3 separate regions of the Mus musculus genome follow, and all the other regions are linked to region 3. The links are chromatin contacts, called in public Hi-C and promoter capture Hi-C maps. All regions are on one chromosome and are shown on one strand. The core of a region is the stretch at or near the end of the contact, and the rest is flanking DNA. Distances in the headings are between cores, read along the strand shown.

What was found. Promoter capture Hi-C pulls out the DNA fragments that hold promoters and counts their contacts. Hi-C and Micro-C count contacts between places; a contact is called where the count stands out from the background.
Region 1: a contact with region 3 is called in a promoter capture Hi-C map of embryonic stem cells, with 3 times the contacts expected there. The contact joins the enhancer-like site here to the promoter of Tomm70a in region 3. A contact is called at or near these places in 1 of 39 promoter capture datasets (embryonic stem cells) and 6 of 115 datasets of contacts at active chromatin or transcription factors (astrocytes, embryonic stem cells, large pre-B cells and 1 more).
Region 2: a contact with region 3 is called in a Hi-C map of muscle stem cells, with 5 times the contacts expected there. The contact joins the promoter of Abi3bp here to the promoter of Tomm70a in region 3. A contact is called at or near these places in 2 of 484 Hi-C or Micro-C datasets (muscle stem cells and uterus) and 1 of 115 datasets of contacts at active chromatin or transcription factors (bone marrow-derived macrophages).

What each region holds. Positions count from the first base shown.
Region 1 is chr16:56,144,221-56,146,974 of GRCm38.p6, forward strand. The region is part of intron 7 of Senp7 (SUMO1/sentrin specific peptidase 7); the gene reads left to right. Among named protein-coding and RNA genes, the nearest start is that of Impg2, 59 kb to the right of the region's middle. Within about 2 kb of position 1,406, at least 11 of the 459 cell types and tissues checked have an H3K27ac peak or open chromatin away from gene starts, as enhancers often do. A contact at or near this core is called in embryonic stem cells, where this site is marked.
Region 2 is chr16:56,476,589-56,479,288 of GRCm38.p6, forward strand. It overlaps Abi3bp (ABI gene family, member 3 (NESH) binding protein), which reads left to right and starts at 1,258. Exons shown (of 40, transcript NM_001014423.2): 1 at 1,258-1,404. The coding sequence starts at 1,326.
Region 3 is chr16:57,120,366-57,123,065 of GRCm38.p6, forward strand. It overlaps Tomm70a (translocase of outer mitochondrial membrane 70A), which reads left to right and starts at 1,349. Exons shown (of 12, transcript NM_138599.5): 1 at 1,349-1,829. The coding sequence starts at 1,497.

The sequences.
Region 1 (2,754 bases), core at 156-2,655, 980 kb before region 3:
TCAAGGTAACTTTTTTTGTTTGGTTCTCTGGAAACTAGTTCTTCAGGGAGTCTCCCTTTATCATATCTGATCCATATAACTCTGGAATTTGTATAGACACTAATTGCCTTTTCTAAAAACATAAAGACAAAATCTTTTTCCCAAATCAGTATATCCTTGAGCCAGTAACAAGAAAAACCTTTATTTTGCTCTCTCTCCCAGAGAAGTACTATAAGCACAAAACTCAAAATCATACTCATTTTGAAAATTAAAACAATCCAAAACAAATGAAGTAAACTAAAATACTGTATGTGCCTATTCTTAAGCTTTTTCTATTTTGCTGTGCAGGATAATAACCCAAAATTCCCATGGAGCCCATATCAGAGAATATGAGTTATCTTGCAAATCTGTTATACCATCTTTAAAACAATTTATTCACAGTTCTATCTATACCTGCTTATAAGCAGGTAGCTTGTCTTTTTGTTGTTGTTGTTGTTTTTTGTTTTTGTTTTGATTTTTCGAGACAGGGTTTCTCTGTATAGCCCTGACTGTCCTGGAGCTCACTTTGTAGACCATGCTGGCCTCAAACTCAGAAATCCGCCTGCCTCTGCCTCCCGAGTGCTGGGATTAAAGGCGTGCGCCACCACACCCGGCTAGGTAGCTTGTCAAACCAGGATTTAAACCCAAAATTCCCTTGGAGCCCACATTAGACAGGATTTGAATGTCCAGTAAGACTTATTAGAGCAATATATCTTTATACCATCTTTAAAGCAATTAATTCAAACTTTTACTAATATCTGCCTTTAGGAAGCAGATAGTTTTTAAGCTGCCTGCCTAGAGCAGTCATCCTGTTATACCAATCCATCTGTTGAGCTCTCTGTCTGGAGCCAAAGACATTTAGTAGAGAGCGCATGTAATTAACACTGTGCTCGCTACTTGGAGTCAGTGACTAATTTGCCCTGTCCTAGTTCCAAACCGCGGGTGAAATTCCCCACATGATTTGGACAAAATCTGTATATAAATCTATCCTAAAAGCCAATAATACCAATATTATAAATTCACAGTTAAATCAATATCTGCCCCAAGATATAGGCGTTTCCATTCTCTGGCTCGCCGACTCAGAGCCGCCATCTTGCCCCTTCCCGCAGCTGGGGACCTCAGAGCCCTTTTTCTTTGTTTCAAGGTTCCCGCGCTTGAGTCCATGTGACTCATCCCAGCACTACCTTGCTCTCACTTAGAAAATAAAACTCTAACTCTCAGGCTAATAATCTTACATTTCTAGTGGATTCTTGCCCAACATGTTGGTTCGCCACCTCGTGCGCGAAATAATAAAAAAACGAATCCATACTATTGCCGGTAAGGCACCGATGGGCAATGGAGACTCTGCCTCAGAGCTCTGAAATCTCTCCACCCAGTTCTCTAAGTACCCACTGGCGGGTCATTACCATGCCATCCCGATGCTTCAGAACTCGTACATTCTTTTGGGGTGCACATCAGGCAAATCCATGCTTTGCGGCCATACCTTTCTCTCTAGAACCCAGGCGAGCAGCCGCATGAAGGAAAACACCACACAAACTTAGTTCAGAAACAAGGGCGACTCAGTCGCTGGGCGCTACAGCTAGAATCCTAATCTTATAAACCAGATCAAATCTAAATCGTCTGGTGGTGAATCCTGGCCATCTAAACTGGGAGACACTAGTGGCTGCGTTTTGTCTTCTCTCTGTCCCCCTCCAAAAGCCAGTATAGTATTATTTACATGCTCAGCTTTAAAGTTGATTGTTGAGGCTTGAAGACTGAATAAAATGTATTGACTTTAGTCAAAAATATTTGAAACTGGCTGAGTATCATTTTACATATTTAAGATTTTGTGAGTAATTTGGTGTGGTATGGGATTCTCTCTAGTTCCAGATATTTCTGTTTTCTGGAGCTCTTTCTCTTGTTTATATTTTGTTTCAACTTCGTCCACTCTATCTTAGAAACTCTAGTAGGCTAGAGTTTCTACCATTTTTTAACTTTATTTTAGGATTCTTTAAATTTTCTTTTGTGTTTTAGTATTTCATTGCTCTAAGGAGACTCCATGACCAAGGCAACTCTTATAAAGGGCATTTAATTAGGGCTGGGTTATTGTTTCAGAGGTTCATCCAGTATCATCATGGTGGGAAACATGGCAGTGCCCAGGCAGGCATGGTGCTAAAGGAGTTCTGCATCTTGATCCTCAGGAAGCCAGGAGGAAACCGGATTTGATTTCACACTGGGTATTTAAGACTTCAGTGCCCTGTTTCCAAAGTGACAAACTTACTCTAACAAGGCCACACCTCCTCCAATAAGACCACACCTCCAAATAGTGCCATTCCCTACGGACCAAGCATTCAAACAGATGAGTCTATGGAGTCATACGCGCTGGAACCACCAGATTCTGGATCAGTGCAATTAACACCATACTATAAGATGACCAAATTGCCAGAAGCAGTACACAGATTCAGTATAATCACCACTGAAATTCAGTAACCTTCACAGTATCAGAAAGTAACTCGAAAGTGTTAATATGGAAACACAAAAGATGGCTAAACCAATCTCAGTAGGCAGAACACTGCCAGGAGGTATCATAATTTCTGACTTCAGATTATACAACAGTCATATGATAAACACTGTGGTGCAACATGATGCTCCCACAAAACAGATGCGTAGACCAATGAAACATAATCAAAGACCCAGAAATAAACCCATGTAGCTGTAAAGAAAAATCATAAAATTTTCCAGAAAATGGTTGGCTAT
Region 2 (2,700 bases), core at 8-2,507, 640 kb before region 3:
GTGGCACCGTAAGCCTCACTCCAGGGTTCTTCCTACCTCTGTCTGCTCAGTGCTAGTCCGAGTGCATGCTGTGGTGCTTGGCTTTTTACAAGGACAGTAGGACCTGAACTCAGCTCCTCAGCTTGAATAGCAAGCTACGGTTCTGGTCCTCATCCTGATTTTAGAATTTAAAGTTTAGTAAGGTCTACTAGATAGCTACGGGTCCCATGGCCTACTTAACTGGCTACCCTTGCTTATTTGTGCCATGATATTGGGCCTTTTTCTTCACCTCCCTCTGCTTGATTTTCTATCAATAATGGAAGTCATCGCAATGCCCTGCTCATGAGTGGATCTGAAGAATGATGCCTTAGTAATGTGTAAATTGAGTAGATCAATGTCTGTCATGAAGAAAGTCCTGTAACTTACATGGTACTGACAACATAAAGAAGAGGTTTGTTTAAAGCAGTTACGTGGGATCTAAATGTAAAACTCAGTGCTCTGTTACAAAGCCCGTCTGGATTCGGCAGACTCGACCTGCTCGGTTAGACCACCTCTTCTCTCTACATCTCAGCCTTTCTTACTAGTAAAATGGAGATAGATCACACCATGGCCCCAGCACAGCCACTATGGCAAAGGTCATTGCGGAGAGTAGCCCAGTGTGGGGATGAGGCACTGTGCTACCTCTCCGTCTCTGCATGCTCACCTATGGAATATGTTGATATACATAAAACATATATGTATGCATTTGTATGTGGGTATATATGTACACAGTATATAACTGCACAGCTTAGGACTCCATTGACATTCCTCATAAATTATAGCTACAGAATAGTTCAAAATATATTTTTATGAATTCACTTCCAGTTTAAAGGAAGGAATGGATTGGTTTCCTGGCTAACTAAAAACAGTTTCCATCTTAATAAAATATTCATTTTATATTTTAGTGTTTTGATGGGTTTAAGTGTACGTTTTTATTCTTTAAACTAGTTCATCAAATGTTTCAAAGTTGCCTGAGTAGTTCTTTCATGGATACAGATTGTTCATAATTTCAATTCTTACACTGCGAGGAAAGAGAAGAGGCAAGCTGTTGCAGCATTGGAGAGGGAAATGTGATGATATGTTTTTGCTGTTGTGCCTACTTTCTTTCTTTTTCTTTTCTTTTCTTTTTTTTTTTTAAGTGTGTGGGAAAGGGTGTGATGTCATCTTGTCTCCACCCCCTGTGAGTAAGCCCACAGCAGAGAGAGCAGCCTCCCGCCTCTGTCAGTGGAGGACGCCCACTTAAATGCAGTTCCAGGGTTGCAAGGCACCCAGCCGCATCACTCCCCGTGTGAGCAGGCAAATGCAACATGCTCTCCAGCCTGGGGTGTCTACTTCTCTGTGGAAGTATTGCACTTGCTCTGGGAAATGCACAGAAATTGCCAAAAGGCAAGTAGCTGGGATATTTTGTGTTTTAAAAGTAAGATTAAGAGTTGCTTGGTTTTCGCTGTTGATATGAAATGTGATCTGCTGTACAATATGGGGGAATTGAATTATTCTGCAGAGAGTCAAAGGTCCTATGTGTGAAGGGGGTGACTCAGGGGTTGTTTTCTCTCGCACCCCTGTGATTTATTTTGTGAGCTCAGCTTCTCCTAGCAGCTTCTAGTGGAGTATGTTCACACGGACTGGAGTGGTGTGGTTTCAAACTACAGTATCTGTCTATCAAATCTGATTATATAAACGACTATTGTGGCTTGTTAGAGTTATTTGGTGCTTTTAGCCCTGGCCACAGAGACGGTGGAGAGTGGCTTAAGCCCTGGGAGTAGCTTGTTCTGAAAACCGAAATCTTTTGCAAAAGTCACAAACATACCTGTGGGGTAGGGGCTGAGGGAGTCTAGCCAGGTCAGACTTAAATACAGTTTCGAGCTAAGTAGCAGACAGGGCTCTGCAGTGGAGTTTGGCAGAGAATTTGATTTGCTGGACAGGACACTCCCCCCTTCTCTTGACTAAATTGCTTATTTTAGTGTTGGTATTTTGTTTACAAAAGTCATCAAAAGAGAAGTAAATTTTCTAAGTTTAGACCCTAGGCGCAATCTTTGGAACTCATTAGCACTAAATCAGGATCGTCTTCCTTGTCCTGTCTGTGAACATAAATGTTGTGTGAACTTTTGCTTTTTCGCAGAGGCACTTTACGTCGGTGGAGGCTTTTTATGGCTACAGACTGCTGTAGTCAGCAGGATTATAAGGAAAAAAAAAAAAAAAAAAAAACCCACGGGCTGGAATTTACCGTACAGTTAGGCTGAAAAAATCTTAGAGGTAACGCACAGCACAGACTCATCAAAACCGAGTCTGAAAGAAAAGCTGGTCAGAACGCTTAAAGGACACTTCTGTGTCCTCTCTCTGTAGAGTTCGGTCTAGGATCATCTTGACTCAAAGGCAAAGCCCCCCACCCCCACTGGGTAAAGTGAAACTTGAATCCAGAAGGCTGAAGCATTTGGCTAGTTAGCTCACACGAGGATGGGAACTGTAGCAAAAGGCAAAGGAATCCTCAATTCTGATCAAATGATTATGCAAAGAAAGAAATATGAAACACCCTTAGGCTTTCCTCCTTCCACAAGTTTTATTCCTTGATCATAATAAACCCTGACTTAATCCATAATTAATTGTTCACATTGATGTAACTTTTAACAACTTTGACATTTGAAAAGAGCCGGTAGCACTGTTTTAGTTTCAAAAATTACCGGT
Region 3 (2,700 bases), core at 99-2,598:
AAGAGAAAAGGCCCTGAAGTTTCAAACTGGAACATTCTATTTTAATCACTCCACGTTGACACAACTTGGCCTTTGCATCTTCATGTAATGCTATTATGGTGAGCATCCTGTGGTACTTAAAAGCCAAATGACCATCTATGGGTGTTTGGTTTTTGTTTTTTTGGTTTGTTTGTTTGTTTGTTTGTTTGTTTGTTTGACAAAAGGATGTTCAAACCTGAAATGAAGAGCCATAGCCTGGAACATTTAATTATCCATGCTTTGCCTTTTTTTCTTGAAAATTGTGTGAATTCCAAACACCTTGCAAAGTAGACTTCATGCTTTGAGACCAGATCCAGAGTTCATGAAGGCTTAAGAAAAGTACTTCAGGGCTGACGAGATGGCTCAGCAGTTAAGAGCACTGACTGTTCTTCCAGAGGTCCTGAGTTCAATTCCCAGCAACCACATGGTTGGCTCACAACCATCTGTAATGGGATCCGATGCCCTCTTCTGATGTGCTTGAAAAACAGCTACAGTGTAGTCATATAAATGAAATAAATTTTTTTTAAAAATTTAAGTTATTTCAAATAAGTGAGCAAACTCAAAGTGTTGTGACAGACACTTGTGCTCCAGGGAAGGTTGTATGGGCTAGATGTCAGGTGGAATCCATTTTAAGATACACACGTAAAGATGCCTGCGGTGATCCGGGGTCCTCGAGGAAAGCCAATAGGAAAGCCTTCTAACAGACATCCTTGCCCTTTGTAACTATTAAAGGTGCAGCACACAGGCTGCAAGTCACTTCCATGAGTCAACCTACCTTCCCCAGTTTCCATCTAGTCTTTGCCCTCTGTCATTGTCCCAGGAACTACAAATTTGTCCAAACTACAATCTGGCTATTGCAGAAATATACAAAGCTGGTTTACACAGCACGATGGTCTCACCCTTTTTCCCCCCTCCCACAGTTTCAGTCTTTAACAGGCACCAACGTAGCCACACCCCCCTCCCCGATCCTACCAATCAACTGGGAGGCCCACCATCCCTGCTGGCCAATTCCCTTCACAGTGCTTCTGCAAGTCCCGCCCACTCACAGAGCTACAGGGAGCTGTCCCTCTACACTTGCTGCACACGGCCCCCCACGCCCCTCCTCGCCGCACTGGCGACAGTGCCACGGGTCCTTCTGTCCTGGAGAAGAGGTCTGCAGTCACGCAAGGCCTGAGACCTCCCGAGCGATTCTAGGCAACCGCCTGCAAGAGGAAAGGGAAAAGCCACCCAGAGCGCCAGGCCTTCTGACCCCGGAAGTGGTTCTCCCCTGTACAGTAGATAGGGGCGGGCCCAGCCGCCGGTCTAGCCCGGCATGCCCCGGGCTTCCGGTGACCTCTGGCCCTTTTCTGTCGTCCGCTCCTGCTGCTTAGCGTGCTCGCTCGCGCGTTGCTTTCCCTCCACGCTCCCGGCTTCCTCCCCACGCTGCCCGGTGACCGTGGCGCCCGCGACCGGCGCGGCGGCGGCGGAGGACAGTCGTCATGGCCGCCTCTAAGCCCATAGAGGCGGCGATGGCGGCGGCTGCTGCGCCCGGTTCTGGAAATGGAGTGGGCGGTGGCGGTGGGACTGCGGGCCCCGGCTCGGGCGCGGGGACCCTGCCGCGATGGCACGTGGCGCTGGCCATCGGGGCGCCCCTGTTGCTGGGTGCTGGGGCTATGTACCTGTGGAGCCGAAGGCGGAGGCGCCGGGAAGCGGGAGGCCGGGGCGACGCCAGCGGCCTGAAGCGCAACAGTGAACGGAAGACCCCCGAGGGCAGGGCCAGTCCGGCCCTGGGCAGTGGCCACCACGACGGTTCTGGGGACTCCCTGGAAATGGTGAGAAGCCGCCCGGGCCGTAGAGGTGAAAACGAGCGGATGCAGCTTTTCCTTGACCCGTTGTGCGGGTGAGGGGCCCTCCCACCGGTCGGAAACTGCCGAGTGACTTTAGAGTCGTTTCTGGTTGCCTTTATAGGGAATGGAATAGCAGCTCCAGGCTGGCTAGCGTAGAGACGTTCTTTGACAATTTCCTTTGGGATCCAACAGAATACTTTGCCTTTCTTCTAAGTGACACAGCATTTATCCCTAGTATGTAGGTATGGGAAACATGCACAAATATAGTAATTCCATTAAGCGAAGAAAGGCAAATTTCACGGAACGATTGGAGTTGTACCGTGAGTTGTTATTGTGTTTCCCAAGACCAGAACTTTGCTAAGAACCTTTTAAAAACAAGCCATTTTTCTTTCGGAGTTTCTCTCTCGCTCTGATTGTGTGTGTGTGTGTGTGTGTGTGTGTGTGTGTGTGTGTGTTTGGGGAGGGAGATTAGCAACTATTACAAAGTTCAAAAAAATCATTAGGTAGCTTTGTATATAGGAAATAGTTCAGTTTTTAAGGAACTGTGCCTCCCACCCCCACCCCCGCTGCACATCTTAAAATGTTCTATTTCACCTGGACATATATATACATGTGTCCAAGCCTGATAAAGAGTCTCTGGTGTTATAACAAGCATTGGAGTGATAAACTGCTCTATCGGATCTGGTGGTCAGACTATTAAATCTTTTTGACAAGTTTGACGGCTGTGTGGAGAATTGGCATGGACTGAGATTGAGTGAGATAAGGGACTTTACTGGGTCAGGAATTCTGTGGTGGTATTACCAGAGTAATCCAAGTTCAGAGAAACTTACAGGTAAATAAATACCAGGTATGTGCC